Regions from separate parts of the Gossypium arboreum genome. Here region 1 is linked to region 2. A link is a contact called in public Hi-C data. All regions are on one chromosome and are shown on one strand. Each heading gives the region's core, a stretch centred on a gene start, on an enhancer-like site or on the middle of the called end of the contact. The rest is flanking DNA. Distances are from core to core; before and after follow the strand shown.

The links. Hi-C and Micro-C count contacts between places; a contact is called where the count stands out from the background.
Region 1: a Hi-C map of leaf shows a contact between it and region 2, with 1.9 times the contacts expected there. The contact joins two enhancer-like sites. A contact is called at or near these places in 2 of 5 Hi-C or Micro-C datasets (both in leaf).

What each region holds. Positions count from the first base shown.
Region 1 is chr4:118,079,651-118,085,445 of ASM2569848v2, forward strand. No RefSeq gene overlaps it. Among protein-coding and RNA genes, the nearest start is that of LOC108458540, 9.8 kb to the right of the region's middle. Within about 2 kb of position 3,936, at least 2 of the 2 cell types and tissues checked have an H3K27ac peak or open chromatin away from gene starts, as enhancers often do. A contact at or near this core is called in leaf, where this site is marked.
Region 2 is chr4:118,043,068-118,049,169 of ASM2569848v2, forward strand. No RefSeq gene overlaps it. Among protein-coding and RNA genes, the nearest start is that of LOC108460187, 10 kb to the left of the region's middle. Within about 2 kb of position 2,869, at least 1 of the 2 cell types and tissues checked has an H3K27ac peak or open chromatin away from gene starts, as enhancers often do. A contact at or near this core is called in leaf, where this site is marked.

The sequences.
Region 1 (5,795 bases), core at 2,686-5,185, 38 kb after region 2:
CTTTTATCTTTATTTATTTTCCATTATCTTTTTTGTTTTTATAGGGATGAATTTCTTAGTGGAAATTTTCATTGTCAACCTTACGACCAACATTATTTGCTTTTTTGATGGGTTGCTAATTAAAAGAAAAAGGAGCATGTCTATTTTGAGGGCCAATTTAAAATAATTTTGTGTGGAAAAAAATCAAATTAAAAGAAGATTGGGTTTAAAAAAATGTGTTTAAAACTATTGATGTGATGTTGGTAAAAAAATATTCAAGGAATTGAAATGTTTAATTAGTAATTTAGTAAATAGTAAAAAGAAAAAGAAAAACATGTTAGTAGAATTTTCAAAATGTTATATAAAATTCTTAGGAATATGCCATTAAGGGTTAGTTTAGAAATGTTTTCTCGAATAAAAATATTTTTAAAAAACTATTTTTTTGGAGAAAAGTATTTTTTTCCAAGCTAAAAATTAACCCAAAATCACTTTTTAAGAAATTGAAAATTTTAAATTCTCTTCAAAAACATTTTTGAGAATCATTCATAAACCAAGCCTAAATTGAAATTCTCTTTAAATTTTTCTCACCCACCAATCATAAATATATATTGCTATATCATTAGAACAATCTTGTTTTACAAACGATTTTAACACACATTTATATATTATAAAAAATAGTTAAATATATTTATGTCTATTTATACTTAATATTTATTTAAATTAGTTTAATTATGTATTAATCGATTCATATTAATATCATTACAGATTTGAATTGATATAAACAAGTACTTTGCTCTTCATGTCAGTATAATTCATTGATTAGAGATTTGGAAATTTAAGAATAGTTTAATTTTAACTTTTAACTTGGATTATTTTGATGTTTATAATTTTTTTGTCTAGGTTAGTACTTAAAATTATTAGTTTTTTCATTTTGATCACTGAAATTGAGTTCTATAAAAGTGTAATGACGTGACAATTCGAGATTGTGCCGCATCAATTAATTTTAGTTAAATTATTTAAAAGTAAGAAATTCAAATTTGAAAAAAAGAAGAAGAAAGAGTAACATTGAATCTTTCTCTTTCAACCAAAGTTTTCTAAATCGAATTGATGGTCGAACAGATCAAGTCACCAATTTGTTGGTCTAATTGATCTGATTAAAAATATTAAAAAAACTGGCTAAATCAGTTCGACCGCCAATTCAACTATCAGTTCAATCGGTTTGTACTGATTTCTAATCTAATCGGCTCAAAAACACCTTTTAAATCAGTACCCTAACTAATTCTCAATTCAATTTATTCGATCGATCAATCCAATCTAATTCAAATAACATTGAGTAAAACATATTCAAAATAATAATAATAATGAGTTAAATATGATTACATGTAACATACCATGTCATAAATTTGAAGATAGAAAATTTCATATATTGACCAGAGTTAATTAAGTTGAAAAGAATATTGAATATGAATGAGATTAAAATAATAATTTTATATTTTAAAATTTATAACATATCATATTTGATATATTATCACTAAAACGGAGAGATCCATTTATATTCTATCATATATTTTTACGATTAATATTTTAACAATTCAATCGTTGAATTTATCGATATAGTTATATTTTTCATGCATGTAGATTTTCTAACCAATTCAATATCTCTATCATATTGATTAGAATATTATTTATATTAATATTTATTGAATGATTGAAAGTTATTTACATAAAAGAAATAATTAGAAATTTTTAATTTACATCAAAATTGACATATATTATCTATATGAATGAAATATAAAATGTGATAGTTGGATCATAAAAAAGATATAAAAAATGTAAATTTAAACTACTTTAATTTTAGGGTAAACCACAAAATAGTCACTTATGTTTGCTTAGATTACATTTTAGTCATTTATGTTTGAAATGCTATTGTTTTAGTCACTTACGTTATCGTTTGTTATGAAGTGGTCACTTTACCGTTAAGCTCCATTACCTCCCTAACGGTGGTCATATGTGGCAACCTAAATGGGTTTTAAATGCCAACTTAGATGTCCTATGTGACAGTTCAAATTAAATTTATTTAATTAAAAACCTATTTTCATCTCAGCAATTGGACATCCAAATTGATATTTAAAACCCATTTGGACTGCTACGTCGGACTGCTGTTAGGGAGGTGACGGAGTTTAACGGTAAAATGGCCACTTTGTAACAAAACGATAATGTAAGTGACTAAAACGTAATATTTCAAATATAAATGACTAAAATGTAATCTGAAACAAACAAAAATAACTAACTTTATAGTTTAACCTAAATTTTATACTAATATATGTGAATTTCTCCTTATAAAATATTTACTGTTCATAAATAATATTACTTTTTACTGCTTAAATTCTTTTAGAAGTTGCTTGTTGGCAAACAGATGTGTACCGAATTTAATTATTAGTACCTAGCATTTATGGGAATTTCAATTTTTTTTAAGGAAAGGATTGGGAGGAGGGATGAATCTTTCAAATGATGTCCCATCGATCCAGGGGAGAAATCATGATGACTGATGACTTTGCCCAAAGGAGCTTTGAGTACTAAGATGAGCAATGTTATGACAAAGGCCACTATATATTTTCGGTTGGTCACATGGTTTGCCCACCATTTACACTCTTTTTTATGCTTTATTTGCCTTTGTATTTTGTAGACCAGATTGATTAGATTCTTTAATTTACACCAATAGGAGATAAGATTCAATATGTCTATCGACAAGAGTAATATGAGATTGATGCAAAATGTCGTGCTACATAACTTGTAAGGTAACCCATGGGTTTTGTCCATAAAACACGTCTAATATGTTGACAATGATATGAACACTCGTCTCTGCTATAGCCAATGCCTAATCCACGAATTATGACAACGCTACAATCATATGATACATTAAATTATCTGTCCAAACTTGAATATTTGTTTTTGTTCAACTAATTAAGATTAAGTAAAGAAATTGAGAAAATCGAAAAATCGATTTGAACCGATTTATTTAGTTTGAGTTTTCTATTGTTTAGTTCAATTTCGAGTTGGTATTATCACTCAAACCACACAATTCGATTCGAGTTTACTTTTTCCGCATAAAATCTATTTTATTCAGATTAAACCGAATGAAAAAAAAACTATGTTTAAAGGAATAGTCTTAATAGAATAATAAACTGATCATTTCAAAATCTGTATAGATAATTCATTTAATCCTATTATTATTAACAACAACAGGTAGATATGATTAGACAAAAGATAAAGTTATAGAAATAGTTCATAAAAAAAATTATAAAAATGTAGTTTTATAGTAAAGGAATTTTTAATATAATAATTATAATTATATGCATAATTTTAATTTTAAGAAGATAGTTTATTGAACTTTATAATATTTTATTTATAAAAGAAACAACTTTCTACAATTATATATGTTTGATAATTATGAATTTAATTAATTATATGACATATTGTAATCGTAATTAACAAAATGACACAGAAAAATATTAGATATATTGACAATTTATGTAGCTAGCTTTCCTTGTAACAACTTAATAGCTTAACTCAAATGTATAAATGAATATAGAGCATGTATTATAGTTGTCCTAAAAAAAAACTATTGCACTATTAGATTTTTTAGGGAAAAAACAAGTTGATATTATTTTTTCTTACAACAACCAAATTTGGTAAAAATCACTGAATCGAACTGCAATTATTGATTTTGGATATTTTAATTTTTAATTTATATGTTTTAGTTTCGGTTTCAAAAATGAAAAACAGAACCGAATCGGCTACACCCTTACAGTCAACTAACACCGGCCATCCCAAATTACTACATGCAGTGTCATCTTCGGCCGGCTAGCATTTGGGAGAGGCTTGACCGTATCAACCGTAATTTTTTCTGGGGTGGGGCGGAGGATGCGAGGAAACATCATCTTATTAATCGGGATAAGCTTATGCTACTTCAGAGAACATGGTGGTATGGGTTTAGAAACCAAGCTCAGGTTATGAAACTCGCATGGCGAATCATCCATGAATAGGAAAGCTTGTGGGTGAAAGTCCTCTCTCAGAAATACCTTTTGGACAGTGACCAATCGAAGAGGAAAACCGATGTGTCAACCACCACTTGGTCATCCCTTAGGAAAGTTAGCCCATTATTCCAAAGAGGCCATAGCTGGTCCATCCATAATGGACAATCCGTGAACTTCTGGATTGATGATTGGAGTGGACTCGGAGCAGTAAGGACTTCAATCAGTGGGACCCTGAACTATGACGAATTTGATCATAATTTTAAAACTGTGAGAGACTTGGTTGAGGAGCAAGGAAGGGATTGCTTATCCTTCTCGATACCGAATGCCTGGTGGGAGGCAATATTGAGTGTTCTAGTGTCTCTAAACACTGAAATGGCTCCAGCAATGGACATTTTAGTTTATCTTGCACTTATGATTTAGCGGCTAATTGAGATCAAGTCAGAGGCATTGAAAGAGAGAAGCAGCGGAGGTCACAGTGGAAACTGAAGTTGCCTCGCAACATCAAGTTGTCCTCAAATGCCTTCCCACTGCGAGTTTCCTCAGTGTGGATTGAATATTTATAAATTCGACATTATTTGAATCTGAATTTATAAATCTACTTTAAAATTCGAATCTAATCTGTAAATTATTCACAAATTATCTGACTTTTACTATCTAAATTTGAATCTAAATTAATTATTATTATCCGCATATGTCTAAATCCATAAAATTCAAAGTTTAACATTTTAACTTTATATGAAATATTCAAATCCGTTAAAACTAAAATTTTAAAAATAATATAAAATCAAAAAATTTATTTTAAGTAAAATGTATTCATAACTAAAAATAAATAAAGGTAAAAAAAGTAACAAAAATAACTAACTAATAATTCAAACTAAACATAATATTTTCATAAAAAATAAGGTTTAAGAGAAAAGAAAACCCTTAGTAAAAATGAAAAAATTAATTGAGCCATTAAATAAAGTGTACTCTATTGCATCTTTAATGACCAAAAAAATAATCAACTAAATCCTTTTGTTAACGGAAATCATAAATTGATGGTCAAAAGGAGCTAACGTGACTAATAGTAGCCACCAAAAGATGACACGTGAAATGTCATGTTAGCAAAAATTTTAAAAAATTATTACATATTTTTTAAATAATATATTTGAAAAAATAAATTTTTTATTTAAAAAATAATTAATAAAATTTATACTTGGAATGAACGCATTGGATTGTTCTAATTTTAATGCTTTCTGTGGCTATTGTTTCTTGTTTGGTATCAGAAACTAAAGGTTCTCCTATACTCAGAACTATTATGTAATATTTATTATGTTTAATTTGAATTCCTTTTTCTACCAAAAGAAAAAAAACTAAATCAATTATTTATCGCCTAAACTCTAAACCCAAATATTATATATAAGCTTAAAAATTTAAATATATGAACTTTTATTTAGTTTACAATTTGATAATAAACTTTAATTTGGTACAATTATATACATGAAATTTTGATTGTAGTTCAATTATATACATGGAACTTTAATTTTGATTTAATTATACGTTAAAAAATAGATACATCAATTTATTTTTATATTGAATAAGTATAATTACTTACGTATGCGATATAAAAACATGAAATGATGCTATATTAATAATTACGTTAATAATTTGTGAAAATTGAATCAAATCAAATTTTCATGTATAAAATTGCACAAAATCAAAATGAATGTATACAATTGCACATTAAACCAAAGTTTATGTATAGTTTTGAGATTTATCCTTAAATAAAATAATAAATTT
Region 2 (6,102 bases), core at 1,619-4,118:
AATCCAATATAATACATCTTTTAAATTATTATTATATGCATGTATATTTTGATGTCTATGTTTAATCTATATACACTATTAAATTCATGTTCTTTACACTTATAGTTTTCCTTATATGTAAAAATATGTTTTTAAGTTTATTACGTGTAGTTTATAATGAAGTTGATTCAACCTTGGATGTATTACTAAAGTGTGTATTCTTTACAAATAATTGTTTTAAATATATTTATAGGTATATGTGCATTTATAAACCTAGTGTATGCATTTCTAAAGATTATATTTAACAAAGCATTTTGTTATTCTCGAATGCCTTATACATTTTAATTTTTCATATATATATTTCAATAAACATTTTTCCTTATATATATTTCTATGATATTTTTACAAACAATCATTCCTAAGTTTATTTATATATATATACTTTAAAACCTTATGTATATAACATGTATTTTATCATACCTTTTTGTTATTTAAAACCTTCCATGGTGTATATATTATTTAAATCGTTTCCCTTTTATTATAGGTATATGGTCATCTTTAGATGGATATTTTATACAAAAAAATACTTTATACATAGGAGTGTGTCTTTTAAGTCTATAATTAATTTAATCTTATGTGCATATTTAGTCCCATGACAATTTATTTTACAAATTCTTTTAAATTTATTTATATATATATATATTATTTTATGTATATAAGTCTTTCTTTTAGAACACATTTTATTATGTATTGTTTTGATTTAAAGTCTCGCATTTAAATACCATTTTATGTGTATATACATTTGTTAACTTTGAATAGATACGCCATCTTCAAAATGTTTGTGTCCATTTTATAATTTGTTATAAGATTAATTTAAGCTTGTAGGTATTTCTATGTTTTTACAAATAATTATTTTTAAAAAAGTTATATGTTTTGTAAATTTATTTAGTGCATTATATCTTGCCATATGTCTTTATTATTCTTTCATATTACATACATTATTTACATTACCGTGTATTTTATTAACTTCTAAATGAATTCGTGTTTAACATATTTTACGTGTAATTTGATTCGAACTTTCATTCTATAACATCCATTTCAAACATTATATATCTATCCTTAGTGAAGTCGCCATTGGTTTTATAAAACCCAAATTTTGTAATCCATTTCGTCTTATTTCAAATCAAATTAATGTGTTTTAAGCTGGTTTCACAATTTCCTTTAAAACAAAGGCGATATTCGATACTTGGTAATTCGTGGAATCGTGCCCTAACGTGTTGGGTGGCAATTCCTCGTTTGCTCAAAGTAATCGAAGGTCCCTTTAGAATTTCACCCACGGCTATTAAAAAAAATCCCTTAAACGAGAGCGATATGCGATATTTGGGAATTCACGGAATCGTACCCTAACGGGCTGGGTTGCAATTTCTCGTCTGCTTAAAACAATCAAATATCCCTTCAAAATTTCACTCATATCTTTTTAAAATCCTTTAAAACGAAGGTAATACTCGGGGTTTGACAATTCAGGAATCATGTCCTATCGTGCTGGGTTGTGATTTCTCGTTTGTTCAAAACAATCGAATATTCCTTTAGGTTTTTGTTCACGTTTATTAAAAACGAAGGCGATGTTCGATGTTTGGCAATTTGAGAATCGTGCCCTGTCGTACTAGGTTGCGCTTTTTCATTTGTTCAAGAAAATCAAAGATCCCTTCAGAATTTCACTCGTACTTTCTAAGGTGAGGCAATGTTCGATGTTCAGGAATTCGAGGAATCGTGCTCTACTGTGCTGGGTTTTGATTTTCTCGTTGGACTAAATAATTGGACATCCTTTTACGGTTTTCAACATATAAACCTTTGGAAGTCGAAATTTATCACGTTTTCGAGGGCATAAAGAATCAGGTCCTACCGTACTGGACGTGATGCCATATTCCTCTTACGCAAGAGAATCTTTGGCAAATAACTTGGGTTATTCAAATGCTATTAAAAAGAACCACATTTCATTTTAATTTTAGACATAAGGACAATATTTAATCGATTTGATACCAATTTTGGGCGTAATGAGGGTGCTAATCCTTCCTCATATGTAACCGACTCCCGAGCCCGTTTTCTCATATTCTCGTAGACCAGAATCGTCGTTTTAGTAAATCAAAAGCGTTTTATTAAAATAACCAAATTCTTAGGTGACCCAATCACACCAAAACAAAAAGATCGGTGGCGACTCCATGTATTTATTTTTCAAAAGTCGATTCCTCCATATTTTCATTAAATTTAAAATTTTAAAATATGTGAAAAAGGGGTGGTTTCGACAGAACTCAAGGAAATTTATGGGATATTCTTCAAACTAAAGGGGAGTGGGGGACCAAATGGGCATTCATGAAACCATATGGGGTAAGTATATATTACACTAAACTTAAGGGTGGCATGTGCTTAAAGTAAGGTGTTTGGACTTTTCTATCAACCCGAATTAAAATCCGAATGCTTAAGCTTTCAATTAATTAATCTTCTTCATTATTTTTGAGCTCATAATTGTTTAGAGAGTAGACTCTAACTCAAATAATCGAAAACAAAACAAAAATCGAGATTCCCTTGAGAAAAGCTTTGCGCAAACCTCTAACTCGCAACTAAAGTTTAAACTTATAAATTTAAATTATAATTATTAAATAATTGCAATTATAATTACTCCCAATTTAAAATCTCAAACTCAAGAAAATATACTAAAATATTCAAATAAAATACCAAAAAAATTGCTGCAGAGTTTCTCTTAATAATTTGTATTATATCAAATAGGGTATTTATAAAGGAAAATATACAAAATTTAATTTTAATTCAAAGCTGCAAATTAATTAAATCGGGAGAGTTTTATGCATGTAAGACTCAAGATAGCCAAAGTCAATGACACACTAATGGAGGGCACTCCCTATGCCACGACATCGATGCCATTTTGTGCCAATTGGGCCAATCTAAATGGGTCCAATTTTTTAAGCTTGAATGAAAAAATTAAGCTGAAATATTTAATTATTTAATTAAAATTTATGGATAAATTTATTTAATTATCCGAATACATTTAGATTACGATGATTATGTAATTTAATTTTTCACTTTGCACTCAATTATTTAATTTATTCATTCAATTAAATAATAATTCAAAGAAAATCAATTAATTTTAAGTCATCTTTTGCCTCTTTGAGAAATTACATTTTGTGCATATAGTAATTCATGCAATCTATTTCTTATTCATCATTTTGTCCATTCATTCACAATTTTCATAATGCAAATCATTTATCTTACATTTGGTTGGAGTATTATTTTCTAGGCATGTTTTAGCATATGAATTAGCAATAAATTATTTCAATTGGTAATATTTAGCCACTTCTATACCTTATTTTAGTAAAGAAATTGAAATTTTTTTCTTATTTTGAATAGGCATTATTTTTTACATGAGTTTTTGTTGGGGATCCACTCGTTTAGGCAACAAGCAAGAACAATAGAGAACCATGAATACAAATATTTTACATGGAAAACTCCTCCAAAGAGGATAAAAAATATGGGTGAAAGAGGCTTCGACTTTTCACTAAATGAGTAAACAAAGGAGAGTACAATATGGAGAAAATAAACTTAAATGTACTAAATGTACGAACTCAAAACTCAAATACAAAGTCGTAACTTAGAAACAAAATTCTCTCCCTAATTACCATGAAAACTCTCACCACAACTCATCAGTGATTACATCTTGTAACCTTCAAAAGAAAAACCCTGTAATATGACATCTTTAATTGCCTCCTTAATTGGCCTTTTAAAACAAGAATACAATGGCCCATTTAAAATCATACAATGGCCTTCTTAATTGTATTTGATAGCTTTGAACAACTGATTTGCCAATTAGATAATTAGTCAAACTATTGATTTCTAATATTTGTGACTACTGTATGATTATTTGTGTAGTGTGGGCATGTGATCTAGCCTAAATATACATTGATTGTGTGTCTATCGTTCTTAATGCTATTGATAGATTAAATTTTTAAGTGATTATTATAGGATTGTTTGTCAATAAGGGAAGTAATTAATGACAATTGTCTTAATTATCAATAAGATAAGAAGAGATTAGGTTGCTAGACAATTATCGGCAACTATAACCAATTTATTAAAGAACATTGAAAATCATCTTTGCATCAATGATCAAACTCTTAAATCAAATGAATAATTTACTTCAACTAGAGTTTCATCTCATCGATTTTTCTCAAAATTTTGATTATTGCTTTCTTTGTTTTTTTTTCCAAACCTTAATTTTAATTGTTAACTTTTCTTTAAGTAAAAACCCCACCATTCCCCTTTATTTTATTTGTTTTAGCTGAAGGAATAAAATTTTTATTAATTCCTGTGGATTCGACCCTATTTGTCTCTTCTACTATTTTTTTTCAAATATGTTTTAATTTTGACAACTTCGAAAACTGTACACTCCGTAACGAAAATGGTCATTACTCATACTAGTAATGATAAAATAATTTGACCAAAAAATGACTCATGATCTCATGTTTCATTTTCATAATACAAAAAATGTCAATGAGAATATATCATTTACTACTTTTATTGAGCTATTATTCAACTACTGTGAGTGAAGCGTTATCATGTATAAGTCATATACCCAACATAATAACATTTAACCCACTACCTTAAGATCATAGGATAAATTCAACTTGGTTCATATCTAATGTATTGTCAATTCAAATAATTGCATCTATATCTTTCTTTTTGGAAGTTGTTTCGATAGCTAGGACAAGCTATCTCTCTAATTGAACTTATAGACAACATAATATTGCTTATATTAGTCGTTTATTTAATTTGACCCCATAGTCTATGAACAATTTAGATTAACTACTAACATAAATTGTTTTCTCTTGTTGCAATCTAATCATTTAATGCAACTTAATTTTAATTAAATCTTAAGTAATCAATAAGTCAATATTTACTTATAAAATTTGCTTTACTTATAAAAACCATTAAAGCCATTATACAAATAATATTAAATGAATATGTGGTAATTTTTATATATTTAATTACTTTAAAAATTTACAACGAAACGAAATCACTTCAGTGAAGGCACCAATGCCCTTTCTTCATTTTCAAAGAGTGTGTTCGATGTTCACCTTGATAATACCAATTAAGGTGTTGGATGTTACAACGAGGTAAGTCTATAACTCAAGTTTTAGCGGTTTGATTTTTTATTGTTTGTTGTCAATATAAGAGGACGTATGTTCAAGTGTGTTGAAGTGCGTTATCCTCATATTTATGAATTGAAAAGGGTTACGAGTAATTTTAGACATTATATAAAAAATATATCAAAAGATTTCTATTTTAATATTACAATTGTTCCCAACCAAAGAAAATAATTGCAGATTAATATCAATTATTATAGATTATATCAACAAATGTTAGATGCAATGTTAAAGTATACTATATTCTTTAAGAGAGATATAAGTTTAAACTTTGAAGATGATATTCTTGAAAAGAACAACCATGAACCCTAAATATAAATATAAAATAGACATGAAAATACAAAAAGAAAAATTAAATTATTTTTCATAAAATAAATATTTGATTTATTTTAGATTTATATTATCTTCTTCAAAGTTAAGTTATACCCCACTTTCGATTTATCACTCTATAAAATGATGGGTCATATAATTTAAATTATATTTTAATCACCGAATTTTAAAAATTTAAAATATCATCGCCACCATTTTTTCATAAAATTTTTTTAGTTATTTTAGATTTTGGGTTTATATTATTTTCCAAAGTTAAATTATATGAATTTAAAACTTAATTAAAATGATAGGTAAATTATAGATTTAATCAATTATATATAGTTTAAATTATATTTTGTTCATTAAATTTGAAAAATTATTATATATTCATTAGTATTATCAATTTATTATGTTATTAACTAGCTACAAGTTGATGTAATATGTTATACCATTATTTCAAACAAGAAATGTTAGGTCAAATTACATGGTTAATATTTATACTTTTTTTGTCTTTCTAGTAAAAAGAAATAAATGAAATGAAATGAAATTATTACAAATGAAAAATATAATATTAGTTGTAAAATTTAATCTAAAATTTCATTTG